Linked DNA regions of Sus scrofa: region 1 is linked to region 2. A link is a contact called in public HiChIP or PLAC-seq data. All regions are on one chromosome and are shown on one strand. Each heading gives the region's core, a stretch centred on a gene start, on an enhancer-like site or on the middle of the called end of the contact. The rest is flanking DNA. Distances are from core to core; before and after follow the strand shown.

Evidence for each region. HiChIP or PLAC-seq counts read pairs in DNA pulled down with a chosen protein or histone mark.
Region 1: a contact with region 2 is called in an H3K27ac HiChIP or PLAC-seq map of alveolar macrophages. The contact joins the promoter of BAZ2A here to the promoter of DNAJC14 in region 2. A contact is called at or near these places in 1 of 5 promoter capture datasets (fetal liver) and 1 of 2 datasets of contacts at active chromatin or transcription factors (alveolar macrophages).

The regions. Positions count from the first base shown.
Region 1 is chr5:21,980,801-21,985,761 of Sscrofa11.1, reverse strand. It overlaps BAZ2A (bromodomain adjacent to zinc finger domain protein 2A), which reads left to right and starts at 2,729. Exons shown (of 29, transcript XM_001927752.7): 1 at 2,729-2,928. The coding sequence starts at 2,925. It overlaps ATP5B (ATP synthase subunit beta, mitochondrial), which reads left to right. Exons shown (of 10, transcript XM_001929410.5): 10 at 752-1,012. The coding sequence ends at 849.
Region 2 is chr5:21,271,523-21,276,463 of Sscrofa11.1, reverse strand. DNAJC14 (DnaJ heat shock protein family (Hsp40) member C14) reads left to right here and starts at 3,229. Exons shown (of 8, transcript NM_001185066.1): 1 at 3,229-3,357; 2 at 3,762-4,471; 3 at 4,474-4,941. The coding sequence starts at 3,818. LOC100523964 (transmembrane protein 198-like) reads right to left here and starts at 3,057. Exons shown (of 4, transcript XM_021091778.1): 1 at 1,766-3,057; 2 at 1-495.

The DNA of each region.
Region 1 (4,961 bases), core at 1,480-3,979, 710 kb before region 2:
CTGGACAACTTGTTCTTAATCTATACTGTAGTTATGTCTTGTGAATTGGGTTTGTGAGGGAAGTTTGTTAAGAAAAGAATTCTTTTTTCTTTTCTTTTCTTTTTTTTTTTTTTTTTTTTTTTTTTTTTTTTTTTTTTTTTTTTTAGGGCTACACCCACAGCACATAGAGGTTCCTAGGCTAGGGGTCTAATCAAAGTTATCGCTGCCAGCCTACACTAGAGTCATAGCAATGCCAAATCAGAGCTGCATCTGTGACCTACATCACAGCTCACGGCAGTACTGAATCCTTAACCCGCTGAGCGAGGTCAGGGATCGAACCCACAGCCTCGTGGTTCCTAGTTGGAATTGTTTCCACCATGCCACAACGGGAACTCCCAGAAAAGATTTCTAATTGGGAGTTCCCTTTGTGGCTCATGGTTATGAACCTGTATCCATGAGGATGGGGGTTCTATCCCTGGCCTCACTCAGTGGGTTAAGGGATCCGGTGTTGGCATGAGCTGTGGTGTATGTCGAAGACTCTGCTCAGATAATCCATTGCTGTGGTTGTGGTGTACGCTGGCAGTTGCAGCTCTGATTAAACCCCTAGCCTGGGAACTTCATGTGCTGCACATGTAGCCATAAAAAGCAAAGTAAAAGATTTTTAAGATGATATGATTTCATATTCTGAATAATGGCGTCAAGTGGTGAGGTACCCACTGCAGAAAATTGATATTCTTCCACTTCTCACCAGTTGGCATTTTTTTCCATATAGGTGAATATGACCATCTCCCAGAACAGGCTTTCTATATGGTGGGACCCATTGAAGAAGCTGTGGCAAAAGCTGATAAACTGGCTGAAGAGCACTCATGAGGGAGTCCTTTTGGCAAACTAAGTACTCATCCTCTTTGTGGCCCTCTCTTGCCCCTCATCCAAAATGCAGTTTTCCCTGTAGGCCATGAGAGCCTTGATTGAAGACATTGTATTCTGTCTGAAGAGTATTTAAGGTTTCCAATAAAATGTACATCCCTCATCATCTGTCTGTTGTTCTTGGTCCTAAAAACAAAGCCAACACTGAGGTTTTTAGCAATTTTAGAATAGTCACAAGAAACAGCATGAAATGGGCCATATACGTTTGAAATGGGGTCATCAAAAAAAGAAAAGCTGCTAGTTCGGATTAATAAACTAGCATGAGTCTTGTGAGGAGTTTCCTGTGGATGATGTGATCTTACTAGTAGGGTCTCAACTTTGGCCTTTTATGTTGTTCATGGCAAATCAATTTTTTGGCTCTTCAGTATTCTATTTAGCACCTTATTTGATTAAAAAAGCAAAAGGGGACATCCTGCTGTGGTGGCATCTCTGGAACCTTGGGATGCAGGTTTGATCCTAGCCCAGCACAGTGGGTTAAAGAATCCTGTGTTGCTACAGCTGAGACTAGCTCAGATCTGATCCCTGGCCCAAAACTCTATGCTAAATAAAAAGGTTTTTTTCAGAAAAGCACACTGGGAAAAGTGGGTTGGGTGGTTTAAAAATAAGTGCTACTCTAAGAGAAGTAAGGGGTTAATCAGTGTTTTGAAGGATTAATACTGATCTGTGCAAAATTTGAGTCAACCCACCACCGCCCCACCATTGCCACGGTTTTGTTTTTTTTCATCATGTATTTTGGGCAAGACTTGTATGTGGTTCCTTGAGGCAGTGCAGGGTTTAAAGTGCCATTAGCCCTATTCTAAGATCCCTAAAAATTGAAATCTGTTACAGAGGAATAGTAATTTGCAGGGTTGCTGGGCTTGGGGTTTCTCAGCTAAATAGTGGAATTAGACAATTGCCCCTTCACTTTAGCCAACCGAAAGGTGCAGGATTATAAGAATTACTCAAAGGCACACCCAGTTTCAAACAAGTACTAGGTCGGATTTGGTGCTCCTGAAATATTTTCTGGGCCCAGACCCATATCCTGCCCTCTGGTGGTAGGGCTAGAGGCTCTGCACAAACTCTCATCTCACCATTTTGAAATCCTTGAAGGCCATTTGCAGGGATGTGGTTCTTAGCTAATGACTGTTTACAAACCGGCTGGGGCTTTTGTCCTGAGGAGGAGCCTGAATCTATAAGCTCCACCCTGAGGCATTCAAGTTGATTAGGAGCCGGGTAGGACAAACATCCCAATTCAGAGGCCCCCGGGGGCTGAAGGTTGGGGAGGGGCCTTGGGAGAGGAGCCAGGGGTGGAGTAGGGGCCTCTATAAGTTTCCTCCCATCTGCCTATGACGTCCTTGGCACCAGTCTCTTCTGTGTCGTGATCTGGACGGAAGGTGGAGCCCCTGAGCTGCCTGTGCCTGGTAGTTTGCTCCCAGAAAATCCTGAATTTGGGGAAATGCTGAGTTATGGGGTGGGGGCACACATCCTCTGGGTCAAGACTGAAGTGGGGTAAGAAGCTGGTGCAGGAGCCCCCAGGGCCGGCCCTTTTTGCTCCACTTTCCCTTGTTATCCAGATGCAGACCTGGGAACTACGACCCTAAAGGTCATTTCTATCCCTCCACCCCCACATTTACATCTCTCAGCATTCATCCAGAAACTTCTTCCTCTCACTACCTGCAACTGTTTATTTCCTTCCTCCTTCATCGGTCTCTTCTTGTAGCATGCCACTGGAGTGTCAACACAGATCTAACCTTCCTCCATATTTCTCCTGGTTCTGCCCCGTCCTCACCGCCTCCTCCCTCTCCACCCAGAGAAAGCCCCGCCCTTCCCTCCTCCCTCCCCACCCCAGTCTGTCACACAGGGACATCACCCTACAGCAGTTCAGGCTGTGGTTCGCAGGAAGCATACATTGGCTTTTTGATTCGTGCTGGTTCCCAGCTCACAGTTTGGGAGGATCTAACACCAGCCTTCACGTGAAGGGGGAATCAAGGACGGTGAGGAGCTAGGTGGTCCCAGCCCTGAAGCCCAGCCAGCCTGACATGGGTAAGTATGAAGACCGGCCCCCCTCGGGGAAGGCCTGAGGGATGCCTACCTCCCTCCCTGGCTGACTCAGCAGGGGTGGGGCCTAACCTTTGCTCTTTTGAGGGGTGAAGGAGGAGACGCCAGACTATAGGGGCACAGGGCTCAGCTGATGAGGCTGCCGACCACGAACGTTGGAAAGCTCCAGCTCCAGGGAAGAACCTGAGACTGCACCTTAGGTGGGGGCTTTCCCACCTCACCCCCATTTCCCCAGCTCCTTGAGCCTCCCACTATTTTACACTCACTGCTGCTCCCCCCTAAAAAAAGTAAAGCCTACTTTTGGTCTCATTGGAAGATTTTTTAAAGGTGTATCTTCCCCCATTTTCTCCTGGGCTTTTTAAGTCCCTGTCTTCTTTCCTCCCCCACCCTGACCCACCACCAGGTGGGGGCTGCACTGAGCAGCTGCTTCCTGTTGCCCCAGAGGTTGCTGCAAGGGTGGTGGTGGTTGGGGGAAAGCTGAACTAGAATTCAGAAAGCACAATTCTCACAGTTCTACATCAGCCTCACTAGGGCTGCTGTTGGCGGTCCCCCTTGCTCCAGTCACTGAGAAGACTCAGAGAGGGAGGACTGACATTGAAAGGCCTAGGAGGCCTAGGAGGTCTTTGCTCTCGTGGCTTCCTGATTCCAGAGACTTTTAAACTTGGGCCGAGCTTGAGGAAAGAGGCTGTGTCTTTCCACCGCTGAAGAGATTGGGTCGGTGAGGAGCTGAAACAGGGAACCTGTGCACCTGGTAGGGCCGCTGTTACCCCCAGCAGGCTCGGCCTCGAGTTCCCTCTTTGGCACCTTCACTCCTCGGGAGTCCTTGTGACTCTCACTGTCTTTCATGCCCTCCTTTGTGAAGAGATCTTTGCCAGTGCCCCCGGAGCGCAGGCGGAGCTCTCCCAAGTCCTCCAGTTCGGACCCACCACCCTCCCCCACTTCACCACCCAAGTTTCTGTCTCTTCTTCCTGGGATCTGTTCTCTTCCTCCATCTGGGATCCTTCCTGGTTCTGGCCCCTAGGAGACGCCACCAGCGTCCCCTCCCCCAGAGGATTCTTCGCGACAGCCCTATCGGAGCGTTCGTCCTTACCCCAGTAGCTCCTGCCCCTTTAAGTGCTCCCCCCCCACCTCCCGCTCCGCCGCGGCCGGCCCAGGGCTGGGGGAGGAGGCGCCGCCGCCGCCCGGCTCGGCCACCTGCGCCGCCGCCGCCGCCGCCGCCGCCCGGCCCTGCTCCAGGTGAGGCCTGGCACCTACGACCGGTCCTGGAGTCCCTGGGCGGGCCGCCCCTGCGGTCCCCTTCCCCGGGATCCCCGCTGCCCTGGACGCAGGATCTGACCCTCCCCCTGCGGGAGCTGCCCTTCCTCTCTCCCCCGCACTATCTACTCACCCATTTCTCTCCTGTCCTCTGCGACCGGAATCCGGAGGCTTCTCACGCCTCTCGGCCAATCTCTCCAGGGTACCCCTCCTACTCTGGACCTAGGATCTCCCCCTCCCCCGCGTCTTCCTCGCCAGAAAAATCTCCCGCGGTCTGGGTTTCTCCTCCTCCCTCTGGAACCATCGCTTTCCCACGCCATCCTAACCTCCAATGGGAGGGGGAATAACCGCCACCCTAACTCCTTTCCGTCCCTGTATTAAAGGAGGGGGGTGGGGGGGTTATAGAGTGGAGTCACTTTCAGGCCCGGCTCCGCTGAGCCCTTCAAGTTCAACTAACTCCCATCTGAAGCTTTTCTGTAGCCCTCATCCCACCCCATCTTTAGGACTTTAGGGGTGCCCGACCGCAGCACCCCGTCAAATAGCTCAGGTGGGAAAGGCTCTCTTGGACTTGGGGCAGGCCTGCCCAACCTAGGAATGTTCCTGCCCCAGAGTCAGAGAATGGAGGTGGGGTTGCACCCAGAATCTTGTGATTCTGGGCTTAAGGGGCTTTTGGGGGATACTGGGTTAGGGGCTAGGGCTAAGTCTCTAAGGGTGTTGGGGTGGTGGGCGAAGGCCTGGGAAACCCAGCCTTCTTTATTCAGTTG
Region 2 (4,941 bases), core at 1,980-4,479:
AATCTGATAATGGAATTTTAAAGCAGGAGGCAAGTGATAGTTGCCAGGGGTCAGAGCTGGAGGGCATGGGCGTGGCATGGGAGAAGAGCTGGCAAGAGCAGTGTCAGCCATACTGAAAGTAGGTGTCCCCTGATAGAGGAGTAGAGGTGGCCCTGGAGTAAAGGAGAAAGTTGGCCTCATCCTTGAGGGTGACAGTCTTGGGCAGCTGCCCCCAGAACCCTGGCCCTGCCCTCACCGAAGCAGCAGTAGATGATTCCAAAGCAGCAGCAAAGAGCACACACCAGGGCGGGTGCCAATTCAGGATTGTCCTGGGGTTCCAAGACACATCTTGGGTCTGGAGGCTCTGGAAGTTGTTGATTAAAGGGCCTGGGGTCAGAGGTCATGGCCAGGGGCAGCAAGGCTTCCTCCATGGCCGAAGAGAAGGTGGTCACAGATGGGGAGGCCAGTGTCAGCTCCTCTTATCCATCCATGAATGTCTTGAGGGGCCTGGGAAACCTGCAAGGGGGTAGGGGCAGGAACTCAGGTGCTTACAAACCTTGAGGACTCTGTACCTCTCTCTCTTGAAGAAAGGCCAATTTCAGAGAGAGCTTGGCCCTGCTACACTAAGTGAAGGAATCTATGGGGCTGGGTCGAAGGGAGCCAGATGTCTCTCTATCACCCTCTGAAGCAAGGACTAGAACTAGAACTTAAAATCTTATGCAGGGGGAGTTCCTGTCGTGGCTCAGTGGTTAACGAATCCGACTAGGAACCATGAGGTTTGGGGTTCGCTCCCTGGCCTTGCTCAGTGGGTTAAGGATCCGACATTGCTGTGAGCTGTGGTGTAGGCTGCAGATGCGGCTCGGATCTGGCGTTGCTGTGGCTGTGGCTGTGGTGTAGGCTGGTGGCTAGAGCTCTGATTTGACCCCTAGCCTGGGAACCTCCGTATGCCTGGGGAGCGGCCCAAGAAATGACAAAAAAAAAGACCAAAAAAAAAAAAAAAATCTTATGCAGGTAATGAGTCTTTGTCCCCTGGTTTTTCAGGGTGGGGTTGGAGTTTCCTAGTCCTTGTGTGTGGAGGGAAAGGCCAGGGGCACTCAGGTGACTAGGGTCTAAAGGCCTAGCAGCCAATTCCAGCTGAAGAGAAACTTTGCCCCATTTGCAGCTGGGACTCAAAATTATCCCATTAGACTGGGAAGGGTGGAGTTAACAAAAGGGGGAGAAGGAGGAGGAAGAGGATAGAATGAGTCATGGTGAAGGGTCTCCCTCAGCTGCTCTAACCCCAGAGAAGGAAGAGGAGAAAAAAGTAGACACCAAAAAGAGTTTGGGATAAGGAATCAAGTGGAGACAGCAACACAGATTTTGTCAGGGTTTTGAAGCCTCCGCCTCAGGTGGAGACGGAGTTGTTGGGGGAAGGGGCGCCCAGCAACAGTCCAGTTCCTGTGGTCCCTCTTAGACTAGGCAGGCGCCTTGCCCATAGACATCTCGTATTTGCTCCTCCCTTCAGGATACTGGTGGAACTTTCCTACCTTTTCCTTTCCCCTGGTATGTCAGCGCTGCCAGTGGGATTTGAACTTAGTTCCTGAAAGAACACCAAGGAGGGGCTGGCATTGGGGGCACTAAGGGAGGAGGGTAAGGCGGTGCAGGCACTTCCCTTCAGCTGTCTTCTTTTGGTCATAGAAAAGGAAGAGTTGGCTTGGGCAATCCCTAGGGCTCCTCTCCTCAATCCATTTGGAAGTCTGGGGACCCTAAATAAGGAGAGGTTGGGGAGGGGGTGTTAACTACTCACCACCCTGTCAAGGCTGAGGAGAGGAGGGGGTAGATGTGCTTCCCTAGACCCCCAGCTGCATCCCTGCCCGGAGTCTTAGGCGTCGTTTCGGGTGGTTGTTGGGAGTGGACACCCCCAGGGCCACTCTGTTCGTTGCCCCCTGAACTCTTGCAAGTCGTAGTCCAAGCCCCGTGGGCTAAATGCAACCAGTTTGGGGGTTGGAGGAAGGGGACAGGGTGTGTGTGTGTTGGGGGGGCTGACATCACAGGGCGGGCCCCTCCAACTCTTTTCGTTTTGTGTGGGGGGACCCAGTTTGCCTATTGATGTAGGCTGGGACCACAGACCCCGCAACCGTAGGAAGGAAGGGTCTTGGAGAAACGCAAGAGGTTTGAGAAAAGGTCTCTGAATACTTCAGCGCTGACTCAACAACTCGAAGCTCTCAAACCCTCTACTGGTGTCCCAGCGCCCCCCTACTCCGGCTTGGTTTCTTCCACTTCCCAGAGAATTGGAGTATTGTTTTCTGGAGAACTTGGTTTTCGGGACCCGGGACCCGGGATCCAGGATCGGGGGAAGGGGCTCTTACTGGTCTGGGGTTGCCGGCGAGGGGTTCATGGGTAGAAAAACTTGCGGAGCAAGACGGAGTCTGGAAGGGGGACTAACGGAGAGAGGCGTGTGGAGAGGAGGGGACGCACAGAGAAGGGAGCCAAGCCGGGTCTGCGTGGGGGCGGGGAAGCGTGTCGACGTCGACAGACAGCTTGGTATGCAAACGAGATGCAAAGCAGCAAGCAGATGAATCCAGTGTTTTTTGGCATTCCGCTCGGGTCCAGAGCCTAGCGAAGCTACGCTCCCATTCCTCTGGCCCAACTTCGTGACGAGGCCTGAGAGTTCTACCCAGAGGGGCGGATCCGGGCCGTGGGAGCTACAGTTGTACCGGGCAGTTCGCCAGCTGGGTCAGGCGCTGCGGAGACCGTGGGTTGCTGGGAAAGAAGGAGCAGTGTAGGAGGGCCAGGGTGGGGTCAGGCCTGGGGCGTCCTTCCCTCCATTCTACCTCTGCACGATACTAAAGGGCCTCTGACCTCGTTACAGCCAGCAGGGAAGTGATCAGAACGGTGGCTCCCCTATGCTCCCGGGTTTTGTCTGCAAGGGAAACAGACTGGCTCGGTGGCTTTCCTCTAACCCCTGGTTTTGGCAAAGTCCAAAAATACTGCCAGAGGGACCCTGAGACTCTGCAACCACTCCACAGGCACTGCTGCAGCGTCCACTTGCTTCGCTTCCAAGGGTGCAACCTTCGCGAATTCCACTTCAGCACGCGGAGGGAGGAAGGAGAGGGACCTTTAAGGGGCGGGACCAGCGCTTCCTCAAGGCCGCCTCTTCCGATTGGACTCGGCGCTTTACCGAACAGGCTCGCGCCTCCGCCAACCGCTTTTACTTCTCCTTCCCGTGTCTTCCCTGGTGACCCCGGAAGTGGAAGTAAGCGCAGGTCGGCGGCAGCGGCGGGCACGGAAGGCGGAAGCAGAGCGTGAGCGGGAGGCGGAGCCGGGGGAGCTGCTCTCGTAGCTCCCCCTGGCCCTAGGCCCAGCTGCTCGAGGGGGAGGAGTTACCGCCGCTCTTAGGTACGTTACCTTCGTCCACCTAGCCCTGAGGGTTCGAGGGTTGTCTCTCTCTGGGACAAACCCAGACTCCGCCCTAGATTTTCCTTAAGGGCCGCTCGGTCCCCACCCTTTTCTGGCAGCTTGTGGTCCCCTTTCCAGTCCTTACTTTTTAACCAAGAGTGACCCCCAGGATCGCACCCTTTACGGTACCTCCCTTTTCCCTGGATTCATGGTTATAGCTTTCTGGTGAAAGAGAAAAGTAAGGGGGGTGGGGGGAGGGAGCAGGTTGTCGTATTGGCTTTATTGCTGGGGTAATGAATGCGCCAGAAGAACTCGGTGCATTCAATGTATCCCTAATTTAAGATTATCTAACCTCTTTCTTGGACCTATCCTTGATCATCTCCACCTTGATACCTCTGTTACAGGTATCAGAATTTACCATGATGGCTGTGACCTAATATCCTCAGGAAGCCCCGGGGTCATGGCCCAGAAGCACCCCGGAGAAAGAGGGTTGTGTGGAGCCCACCACAGTGGTGGTGCCTCCCTCAGGACTCTAGGACCCTCTGTGGACCCTGAAATACTTTCATTCTCAGGACTCAGGGACTCAGCCGGGCCTGCTCCTAATGGTGCCCGCTGCCTCACAGAGCACTCTAGTCCTAAGTACACACAGCCCCCAAATCCAGCTCACTGGTCGGATCCAAGCCATGGCCCCCCAAGGGGTCCAGGACCCCCTAGGAATGGAGAGGACCCTGATCAGAGTGAGGCATCTTCAGAAGAAGAGTCAGGAGTGGACCAGGAACTCTCAAAAGAGAATGAGGCTGGGTACCAGGAGGATGGGAACCCTTCCTTTCTTTCCATTCCATCTGCTTGTGACTGCCAGGGAATCCCTGGAATTCCTGAAGGGCCTTATTCTCAGGGAGGAGATAGCTCTTCTAGCAACTTTTGCCACCATTGTACCACTCCAGCTTTGGGGGAAGATGAAGAGTTGGAAGAGGAATATGATGATGAGGAACCTCTTAAGTTCCCCAATGATTTTTCACGTGTGCCCAGTGGAAAGAAACCTCCACCGAGGAGACAGCGGCACCGCATTCCAGCCAAGGAGGATACTCGGGAGGGTGGACGCAGAGATCCTAGGTCCCTGGTCGACATCGGCTTGGTCGGAAACGGAGTCAGGCAGATAAGCGCAGAGGACTGGGATTGTGGGGAGCAGAGGAACTGTGTCAGCTTGGACAGGCAGGCTTCTGGTGGCTGATCGAACTGCTGGTATTAGTGGGGGAGTACGTGGAAACTTGTGGCCATCTCATCTATGCATGCAGGCAGCTGAAAGGCAGTGATCTGGACCTTTTTCGTGTTTGGGTGGGAGTCTGGGCAGGGCGGCTGGGGACTTGGGCCCAGCTGATGTTCCAGTTTCTGAGCCAGGGGTTTTCCTGTGGGGCAGGGCTGTTCATCCGTTTTCTTAGGCTATTGGGTGCTTTGCTGCTCTGGGTTCTGGCCCTTTTGTTGGGCTGTCTACAGTTGGGCTGGTGGTTTCTGGTAGGACTGGGTGACCGATTAGGCTGGAGGGGTAAAGCTGCGTGGCTCTTCTCTTGGCTAGCTTCTCCCACC